2 separate regions of the Mus musculus genome follow, and region 1 is linked to region 2. A link is a contact called in public HiChIP or PLAC-seq data. All regions are on one chromosome and are shown on one strand. Each heading gives the region's core, a stretch centred on a gene start, on an enhancer-like site or on the middle of the called end of the contact. The rest is flanking DNA. Distances are from core to core; before and after follow the strand shown.

Region 1 (5,381 bases), core at 642-3,141, 69 kb before region 2:
AGTCATAACAGTAGCAAAATTACACTTATGAAGTAGCAAAGAAAATAATTTTATGGTTGGGGGTCGCCACAGCATGAGAAACTGCATTAAAAGGGTCACACAGAGCCTTAGGAAGGTTGAGGGCCACTGTTTTACACAGAGGCTGTATATATCCCTGGCTGGTCTCAAATTCAGGGATCCACCTGATTCTGCCTTCACATGCCGGGATTAAAGACACAAGCCTCCAAGCCCAGTGTAAAATTTATTTTTAGGCTATGTAGGAGCTCAACTAGACCTGTTTTCCTGGTGTGGATAAGGTCCTAGTTCCAATCCCCACCACTGAGAAACCTAAATAAACGTACACACAAATGCTAAAGTTCATCTTATTCTCTTTACTGTCTTGGGGGGGGGGTTGTACTCAGGAGGAGGAACCCAAAGTCTTGATAATTTGCTCTTCGGTTTAATGCCTTTTAAACTCTGACTAAGCAAAGTCAAACCCCACCTCCTCGTACCTTTTTGTATTTCAGTAAGACTTCTGTCACAGTTCCGCCAAACCGAACAGTTTTTTTCGGAGGAGAATTGAAGAAATCGCTCTCTAACGCGAGCATATCGGAAAGCCTGAAGAACCAGGAAGACCAGTTATCAAATTCATGACAGAGAATGACGGCAGGGAGCATGGCTGAGCCAACATCATTTTGTGTGATGAGGCTTAAGTTTCTCAAATGATATCCCTCCTTCCAACCTTCTCTCCCAGGAAGCCACTCTTCCCTCAGTAAATCTGTCTCAGAAGCTGTGGCAGAATCCAACCTAGGCTACATAATGAGATCTTATTAAGAGTAAGGGAAGGAAAAGAAACTCCATATTCCCACATTAACCCTGTAAGATCCTGTTTAACCAGCCACCTTTCCTAACCCTGATCTCATGATACAATCATTTGTTAAAAGCGTGATGTCCTTTCTATTCCTCAAATTTGTCAAGCTGATTCCCATTTCACCTGCTACTCGCTGTTAGAAACACTCTTCCCAAGGTTGGAGTTCAAATGTCAGAGGCCCTCTCCACCAGAACCTCATACACTCACGCTTTATCCTGGAACGTTGTAGTTCTTCATAGCATTTACTGATACCTGAAACTATCTTATCCATGTATTGCCGCCGCCCCCCCACCCCACTGCCCCGCCTCCGGCTCTGCTGGGTATGGGTTAGTGTCTGGATAAGCTGCTGTCCCCAGTGCCTTAACACAGAGTATACACACTTTATTAACAATTGTCAGTACTATGCTAAGTGCTTTACAAGGTTTACTTCGTTTAAACAAGAGAATCAGACAAAATCTAAAGGTTAGATTCCAAATGTTTTATAGGGATAGGTATTTTAAAATGTTGGGCAAAAAGGACTGCTTATATAATATACGGTTCCACTATGCTACTGCTTGCTTCTACAGAAACAAATTTCAAACAAAATTTTTGGAATTCGATAGGTCACCAGTGACAGCTTTCCCCTAGATATCCAAAACCCTGGAAATGCCGCCCATGTCTTGGCCAAGAGAGGGAAGAGGAAAGGCACGGAAGATTAGCCTAGAGTCCCACAAGGGTGCCCCAAGAGTGAGTGGGAAACAATGGAACAGACAAGGCTCGCCCGGGCAGAGGGGACCCGAGGGAACCAGAGGCTCCTGCGTGCCCGAGCCGAGCCCGCACGCCCGGCCCCCTCGGCACATGCGGAGAGCTCTCAGCGGGCTCGAGCCCCGCACCCGCAGGCGGAGGCCGCCCGGATCTTACCCAGTCCGCGACGCACTCAGCGTGGCAGAGGCCGCTGCCGTCACATCGCCCGACAAGCGCGTGTGAAGCAGCGGGGCCGCCATTCGGCCTGAACTGAGCGAACGCCCGGCCTTGCGCCGGAAGCCACGACCTACCCGCCCCGGAAGTGGCGCTGCAGAAGGCAGCCCCTTGCGGGACGCGGCCCACGTGAGCAGAGCGTAAGGATCGCAGCAAGAAGGCGGGTAGGCTTGCGTCTGACCTTAACCGGCCTGAAGCTTTCCTAGAAATAGGCTGGCACAGCTTGGCGGGGCAATCGGTGGCCGCATTCCTCAGAAACTCCTTCAAAAAGAAGCTTGTCTTAGAGGCGTGTGCACGTGACCTTGGCGCTCAGGAGGTGGAGGCGGGAGGATAAAAGGAGTTCAAAGCGGGTTTCCTTCTGGGAAGTGAGTGGAGGAGGAAGGTCAGCTGGGTGCTTTCTCTGCCTCTCTGACCTAGCAGGCTTGCACCCCAGCATCTGGCCCCTGAGTCTTCATTGGTAAAATCGAACGGCTGGGATTTTTTTGGTTTTCAAACAACATGTTGGCTCTCTTAACTTTTGGCAAGACTCCGAGGGACACTGAGAGATCACTCCTGCTGAGGACAACCTGAGAAGCCATCAGATTTGGTCCCGTGCATCAAGCCAGAAGCAGCCACAGGGATGGCTGTGTTTCTCATGACCCCACACAAGAAGACCACCATCTTCACTGAGGCCAAGGAGTCAAGCTTGGTGTTGGCACTCAAGCGCATCATTGAGGGCATCATGAAGAGGCCTCCTGAGGAGAGCTGCTGTTCAAGGACAACCAGCTCCTTGATGAGAAAACTCTGGGGGAATGTGGCTTCACTAGTCAGGTAGCAAAGCCACAGGCCCCAGCCACAGTGGGCCTGGCCTTCAGAGCAGAAGATGCCTTTGAAGGCCTGCCTATCTACCCCAATTCTTGTCCTCCAGAACTTCCAGGTGTGATGAAGGATTCTGGAAATAGTGCTAAGGAACAAGTTGTACAGTGAGGGCCCCAGGCCCACCTCCTAGAGATCCATTCCTCCCCCACCACCACCACCACCAAAAAAAGGGAGTTCAAAGCCAATGGGTAACTATTAGGACCTGGGTTACTCAGGTAAAGAGCCCGGTTTAATGTTAGTAATACAGGCACTGGAGAGGTGGAAATAGAAGGATCCTGTATATCATTTTAGACACATTTTCACACCTTACTCTGTGTGAAACACATATTACACAGTGACCTAGCCAGAAGTGTGGAGACTGGTAAAAAGCCAGAGGGGAGAGTTGGACCGATGTTACCATGGGTAAGAGAACCCAGGCTGGGGAGCTGGGCATGATGGTACATACCTTTAATCTCAGCACAAACAGGCAGATCTCTGAATCTGAGGCTAGTTTATTTAGACTATCGCGTAAGTTCCAGAACAGCCAAGGCAATACAAAAAGAGCTTGTCTTGAAAACAACAAAAGAGGATCCAGGTTCACAACTGTTTCTAACTGCAGTCCCCAGTCCCAGGGCTTCTTAAACCTCTGTGAGCACAGCAGGGACACACAGATGTACAAAAAAACCCACCCAAACACATAAAATAAATCTTAAGACAGTTTTAGAGAATTTGCTATCCAGCATACTTTTTCTTCGGATGTTGAGGCTAGATTCCAGAACACTAGATGGATGCTCTGCTATTGAGCTCCACATATAACTTTGTAAAAGAAAAACCAGTGTCACTGGGCATGGTGGTGCATGCCTTTAATCCCAGCATTCGGGAGGCAGAGGCAGGCGGATTTCTGAGTTCGAGGCAGCCAGGTGTACAGAGTGAGTGCCAGGACAGCCAAGGCTATACAGAAAAACCCTGTCTTGAAAAACCAAAAAAAAAAAAAAAAAAAAAAAAATCAACCAGGCCAAAAAGAAGCAAGGAAAGGAGCTTTGTTTTTTGTTGTTCTTATTATTTATTTGTATTTATTGTGTATGTGTGTGTACCACATGCACACAAATACATCAGATCCTCTGGAACTGAAAGACCCACAATGTGAGGACTCCCCCACGTTCTGACTCAGGAGAGGCAACACCCCAAATCACTCATAAGAAATGGTCTTGATGCAAACCGCAAGAGAACTTTTATTCCAAGAGCACTCTGGGGCCCACAGTCTTACACCACACAGGGGTAAAGGACCTTGTGGGCAGAGTAGCTAGGTAACAGGGTAAAGGAAGAAACCACAACTCAAGGGTTTGGGGAGGGTGTTGTTGGAAAATACCAAAAATACCAGTTAAGAGTCACGAAGAAGTGGGAAGTCACAAGAAAAATACCTGATAGTTGTGTGGTTATTTCTCAAGACAGTTTCTAGGAGCCTCTAACAATAGCACTTTTGCATAGTGGGTTCCAGCAATGGTCAGGGTGACTTTCTTTGAACGAACACTCCCTGAACCCAGGAAGCAGGTAGGTGGAAGAATATCGCTATCTGTTTTATGATTAGGATGCCTTGGAGCATTGAGTCACAAAGGTCACATTCTCAAGCCTGGGCCTAAAGTCCTCGTTTTGTTTGTTTGTTTTTATGTTATTTTTTCAGAACTATAATTAGCTGCCTGGTGTGGATGCTGAGGATAAAATGTGTTAGGTGCTCTTACCCACTGAGCCATCTCTTCGGCCCTTCCGAACCCCACCCCACCCCTTTTTTTTCTTTTCTGGTATTTGGTTTGGTTTTGAGACAGTGTCTCTGAGTAACCCTACAGAGATCCTGCTGTTTTTGCTTCCCAAGTGAGGGGACTGACGGTGTACACCACCATACCTTCCTGCCTATTCTTTCTTGTTAGAAAGATATATGTATTTGTGTGTCTGTGTGTGGGCACATGCTCATGCTGGTGCCTGCGGAGGGATTTCCTGAAACTAGGCTATTGTGAACCACCTTAAGGGAACTGCTAAGCCATCTTTCCAACCCCAAGAGAGGAAATTTTCTTTGGAAAACAACAGAAATTAAAGCTTTGAGATCACAGGGGAAAAAGGACTGTACCCCACTGTCAGTAAGAAAGAAAAATGAAACTTTTGGAAGCTGTATAAAAATTATGAAATGAAATTATCTTTAGCATCTTGTTAACCAAAAAGCATAACTTTGGTGTGCAATATTATAAATCCAAATACCACTCTTCTGTCTTGAAGTGATTTTCTATCTAATGTTGTCTTAGAGTTTCTGGTGGAGAATGTTAGGCAGAAATTACTCATGTCTCCAGACCAGGGGAAATAATTGCACATTAGGTGGTTTTATAGAAACCTATTCCCCTCCATCACAAAGAAAAACAATCAAGATGCATGGCTATGATGCATGAGGAATATCAATAAACTGTCAAGTAACTGTTGATTCAACCATAACTCCATTAATTTTAAGTTGAACCTATACAACCTACAATTGTGCCACCTAATTTAAGAAACAAACCCCTGAGCTATACTGTTAACTCCCAGAGTCCACTTTATTCTTTCTTCCTTCCAAAGGTGCTCTTTGTTGTTTTTGGTTTTGTTTTTAAAAGGCATTTTAAAGGTTTTGTGGTTTGTTTTGAGTACTGGAAATTGAACTCAGGGTCTTGACCATGTAAGGCAACCTCTTTACAACTAAACTACATCCTCAGCTCTG
Region 2 (5,176 bases), core at 1,036-3,535:
TTGGGAATTCCAGTGTGTACTGAAGATTAGCCCAGTCATCCAGCCTCATGGACTGAGCAACTACTGCATTCGTGGACTTTCCATACATAAGCAGCCATTGTCTGATTAGCTGGACCACATTCTGTAAGTCATTCTACTAAAATCCCATATGTGTGTGTGTGTGTATAATCGCACATATATATGGAATTTTAGATAGATAGATAGATAGATAGATAGATAGATAGATAGATAGATAGATAGATAGATAGATTCTGTTACTACATATTTTGGTACCAGAACTGGTTCTAGAACAACAGAAGTATAAGGATGAATCTTTTTTAAATATCTGGAATAAACTTCAACTCACCAACACATACAGCTACTGAAGCCATTGCATTTACTGAAGCCCATGGTGTGAACTATATTATAAACTTAAGATAAATGCATTTCAGCACCATGATTCACCAATGGTGAGTGGCAATGAATTTGATGTCCTAATATATGAAACCTTTGAGAGCTTGTGTAAAAATAAGGAAAATGATGATATTGGTTGCTCCTAGCATCTCTGGAAAAACTTAAAAAGGATAGAAATGAGCTCTTTGGTAGAATTAACCAATGTCTAGCAGAATACAGTGAAGGGCAGTGATAAAGCTGGCTCCAGATGCCCATCAGCACTCTAAAGGCTTCACTGTGCCCTGGAAGGGAATCATCTTTCCAGCAGCCAGGAAGCCTAAGTTGTAGACAATCACACTGAATTACAAGGAAAACTCAAGCTCCAGCTTGGAGCGTGTCAGTGGTTAAGGGGAATCCTTTAACTTGGGATGGGATGCGTGGGAGGCGCCTACTGAAGCTGAGAACTTTGAACCTTCAGATTCACAAGGGTTTATCTCACCTGAAAAAATAGTCTCTATTTTCTCAGGTGTGGTGGTGCCAAGGGATGTGGTGGTGCACGCCTTTAACCCTAGCACTCAGGAGGCAGAGGCAGGAAGACATTTTAATTTTGAGGTTAGCCTGGTGCCTGGTCTACACAGAGAAATTTGTCTCAAAAAACAAAACAAAAACAAAAGCTGGGCGTGGTGGCACACGCCTTTAATCCCAGCACTCGGGAGGCAGAGGCAGGCGGATTTCTGAGTTCGAGGCCAGCCTGGTCTACAGAGTGAGTTCCAGGACAGTCAGGGCTATACAGAGAAACCCTGTCTCGAAAAAACAACAAAACAAAACAAAACAAAACAAAACAAAACCAAAACAAACAAAACAAAACAAAAAAAAAACCAAAAACAAGAACAAAAAAAGTCTTTCCACCCTCAGCAGAAAATGAGCTTGTCTACCCCTGACATATTGTCTTTTCTGCCTTTGATCCAGGAAATAAATCCTTCATCATTTGCTAAGCCAGATGTGACTTTCTCTGAAGGAGATGCCACTCAAGACAATACTAATGTCCTTCAGGGCCCACCAATATTTGCTCTAGATCTGTAACTAAATTCAAGGCAAAGCAGGTTCCTAGAGGGGAGGTAGAAAAGTATTGTCCTTGAGGAGGTGTGCTATATTATTAAAAAGCCTAATGTGTTTGTTGATTCAAGCAGAAGTCTGGGGAATATGTGTGGGAATGGATTTTAAGGGTATGGGATAATGGTAGAAGGTCATAAAACTAGAAAAGGCTGAGATTATTGACATGGGCCCTCTAAGTGGAGATTCTAGGTTGAATATGTAAACTTACACAGTTAAAAAAAAGTGTCAAAAGTTTGTTTAAATGGTTGGGTGAAGTATTTGTCAAAAGATGGCTTACTTCTGGAGTATGCCTGATATCCCTTGGCTTCGTGTTGATGAAGGGATTGTAAGGTTTGGGGAAATTGCAATGCTACAGCGGGTACTCTGTAAAACCTAACCCTCCATGATGAGAAGGCTCAGAAGACATGCCCTCATGAGTCCTATAAGACACAAAATAGTGAGAGGGGCACCAGCACATTTGAAGAGCTTTATTGTTGCCCCTTTCCTTGTGCCAGACCTTAAGGTTGAAGATGCTGCTGCCCAGTTAACGGATTGAATGGAATTTAATTGGACCCCAATAAGTAGCAGGGGCTGGGCGCCAGCACTGAATCACCAAAAGCAAGGTGACTTATAGGTACATTAAAACTGTTAGGGTAGTTATAATGGGCAGCATAGGCAAAGCAATGTTCATAGTGGCCTGACCCATAATGGTCAGCACAGGCAAAGTGAATTTAATGGTGGGTGACTCATGTGGACATTTAGTGCTACTAATTACTCATGGTGTTTCCAGGCAGGAAATAGATAAGAAGCCACTGAATTTTTGTTTCATCTGTAGAAGCCAAAAAGTTCTCAAACAAATGAAAAGGCTACACTGGATCACAGCAAAGGGGAATCTCGGCCCATGAATCAATTTCCAGACTTGAGCCAGCTGGCAGACCCAGAACCCCTTGAGTGAAAGGACAGTCAGGTTCCCCTAAGGAAGGACGTGGATAAAACATGGAAACATTTGCTGTTAGTCTTTCTCCAGCCCTTCCTCAGAGGGATCTGTGGTCTTTTACAGGGGAAACTGAACAATGGAGGAAAAGAAACAATGAGATGGTTCAACTGCTGGATGCTGGTTCTGAACCAGCAGAGATTCTAGGAGACCTCAAGAAACATTGTGGCCCTCCCATTAAAGCGGGAGCTTATGGACATAAGAGGTTAGGGAGTGGCTGGAGTCTGACACACACAAAGGTCCCGTGGATTCCTGGACTCATCACCAGCCCCCGAATGTAGAATTGGGGTAGATAGACTTAGACCTTGGCAGATGTTGTACATTAGTTCCTTAACTTTTGGAATGAGGGCTATTAAGGTTGGAAAGACTAAATGGAAGCTACTGGAGTTGCCTCTGCTAGGGAAAATAGTGAATCAAAGACAGTGTCAAATGTCTGAAATAATTAGAAAACTAGTGCCACCATCAAGGACTTGAAAGATGCTGGGTGATGGCTGCCACCACATTTCCTTTTGGCTAATGTCCAGGACAGGTGGATCATGGAGCATGACAGTTGGTCACTGAAAATTCAATGAAGTACTGACTCTGATTGCAACTGCTGTAGCAGATGTAGTGTCTTACTTGAACAGATTAATACATCCCCTATACAATATGGTATGCAACTATTGATATAGCAAATGCCCTTTTCTGGGTATCTGCCCATAAGGCCTATCAGAAGTAATTTGCTTTTAGTTGGCAATGCCAGCATTGTACCTTTACTGTTTTACCCCAAGTATATATTAACTCTCCAGCCCTGTGTCTAAGTTAGAAGGAATCTTGATTGTCTGTTTCTTCCATAAAATATTGCATCGGTGCACTATATTGGCAGCATTATGCTGATTAGATCAAGCAAGCAAGAGGGAGCAACCACTTTGTACTGATTGGTAACAATATGCATATCAGAGAATGGGAAATAAATCCAACCAAAATTCAAGGACCATCTACCTCAGTGAAAATCTTAGGAGTCCAGTTGCATGGGGCATGCAGAGATGTTCCTTCTAAGGTGAAGGATGTTATTGCACCTGGTGTCTCCCACCACCAAGAAAGAAGCAACGACATTTACTGGGTCTATTTGCATTCTGGAGACAGCACATTCTTCACTTGGGTGTGTTACTCCTGCCCATATACCAAGAGACTCAGAAAGCTACTAGCTTTGTGTGGAACAGGAGAAGGCTCTTCAATAGGTCTAAGCCGCTGTGCAGGCTGTTCTACCACTTGGAACATATGAGCCCTTAGACCTGGTAGTCCTTGAAGTGGCAGTGGCAGATAGGTATGCTGTTTGGAGCCTTTGCAGGCCTCTATAGGTGAATCACAGAAGAGACCTTTGGGCTTTTGTAGCAAGGCTCTATATCATCTGCATACAATGATCCTCCCTTCGAAAGATAGCTTTTGGCTTGCTGTTGGGCCTTTATGGAAATTGAACTTTGGACAGTGGGCCACCGAGTTACCATTAGACCTGAGCTGCCCATCATGAGCTGGATGTTTCTGACCCAACAAGTCATGATGCAGGACACGTACAGCAGCAATCTGTTATCAAATAGAAGTGGTATATACGTGATCATGCCCGAGCAGGTCCTGAAGGCATAAGCAAGTTACATGAAGAAGCTGCCCATGTAAATGGTTCCTACTATTACAATGCCATCTGTTGCCAAGCGTGCACCTCTAGCTCATGGGGGTGTGCCTTATGACCGGTTGACGGAGGAAAAGGCATGGCTTCATGATAGTTCTGCATGTTATGAAGGCACCACCTAGAATGGGACAGCTGCAGCATTACAATCCCTTTCTGGGACATCCCTGAAAGACACCACTGAAGGAAAATCTTCAGTGGGTTGAACTTCAGGCTGTACACATTTTGCTTGGAAGGAAAAATTGCCAGATGTGTGATTGTTCAGATTCGTGGATTGGCTAGATGGTCAGGGACTTGGAAAGAGCAAGATTAGAAAATACATGAGAAAGACATCTGGGGAAGAAGTATGTGGCTAGAGCTCTCCAAATGGGCAAAGGATGGGAAGATACTTGTGTCCCATGTAAATGTTCATCAAAAGGTGGCTTTAGCTGAGAATCAAGGTGACAGGATAGGCCCATAAACAAAGTGGCCATGGAGGCAGAGATGAGGGATATGCATGGGCTTAGCAGCATGGGCTTCCACTCACCAATGCTGACCTGGCTACAGATGCTGCTAAAAGCCAGATCCTATATATGCACCGTCCCTGAGTTGACCTGGTAGCAGCTGATAATACTGGACCACTTCCTCCATGGAAAGGACAATGCTTTGTTCTTACAGGAGTAGATACCCATTCTGGTTATGGATTTGACTTTCCTAAACATAATGCCTTATGCACTGCCATGGTATTCCACAGTATTGCTTCTGACCAAGGAACTAATTCCATAGCCAGAGAAGTACAACAGTGGGCCCACAATCATGGAATCTTGCCACGTTCCCCACCATCTTGAAGGAGCTGGCTTGATAAGAAGATGGAATGGCCTTTGGAAGACACAATTACACTTCCAATTAGGTGGCAGCAGCCTGGAGGGTTGGGGCAAGAGGCAGGATATTCTTTTAGTCAGTGTCCAAAATACAGTGATTTCTCCCATAGCCAGGATCCACAGGTCCAGGAATAAAGGAATGGAAAAGGGAATAGTCCTACTCATTATCACGACTAATGATCCACTAGGAAA

Evidence for each region. HiChIP or PLAC-seq counts read pairs in DNA pulled down with a chosen protein or histone mark.
Region 1: a contact with region 2 is called in an HNF4G HiChIP or PLAC-seq map of pancreatic cancer cells. The contact joins the promoter of Rrn3 here to the enhancer-like site in region 2. A contact is called at or near these places in 4 of 39 promoter capture datasets (embryonic stem cells, epiblast stem cells and liver), 1 of 15 datasets of contacts at CTCF or cohesin (embryonic stem cells), 19 of 484 Hi-C or Micro-C datasets (cortical neurons, embryonic stem cells and nephron progenitors), 15 of 115 datasets of contacts at active chromatin or transcription factors (the SCID.adh cell line, bone marrow-derived macrophages, embryonic stem cells and 1 more) and 3 of 9 other capture datasets (adipose tissue, liver and pancreatic islet).

Annotation. Positions count from the first base shown.
Region 1 is chr16:13,777,209-13,782,589 of GRCm38.p6, reverse strand. Rrn3 (RRN3 RNA polymerase I transcription factor homolog (yeast)) reads right to left here and starts at 1,891. Exons shown (of 18, transcript NM_001039521.1): 1 at 1,751-1,891; 2 at 492-597. The coding sequence starts at 1,833. It also overlaps the pseudogene Gm6354.
Region 2 is chr16:13,709,215-13,714,390 of GRCm38.p6, reverse strand. No RefSeq gene overlaps it. Among named protein-coding and RNA genes, the nearest start is that of Pla2g10os, 18 kb to the left of the region's middle. Within about 2 kb of position 2,285, at least 5 of the 459 cell types and tissues checked have an H3K27ac peak or open chromatin away from gene starts, as enhancers often do. A contact at or near this core is called in pancreatic cancer cells, where this site is marked.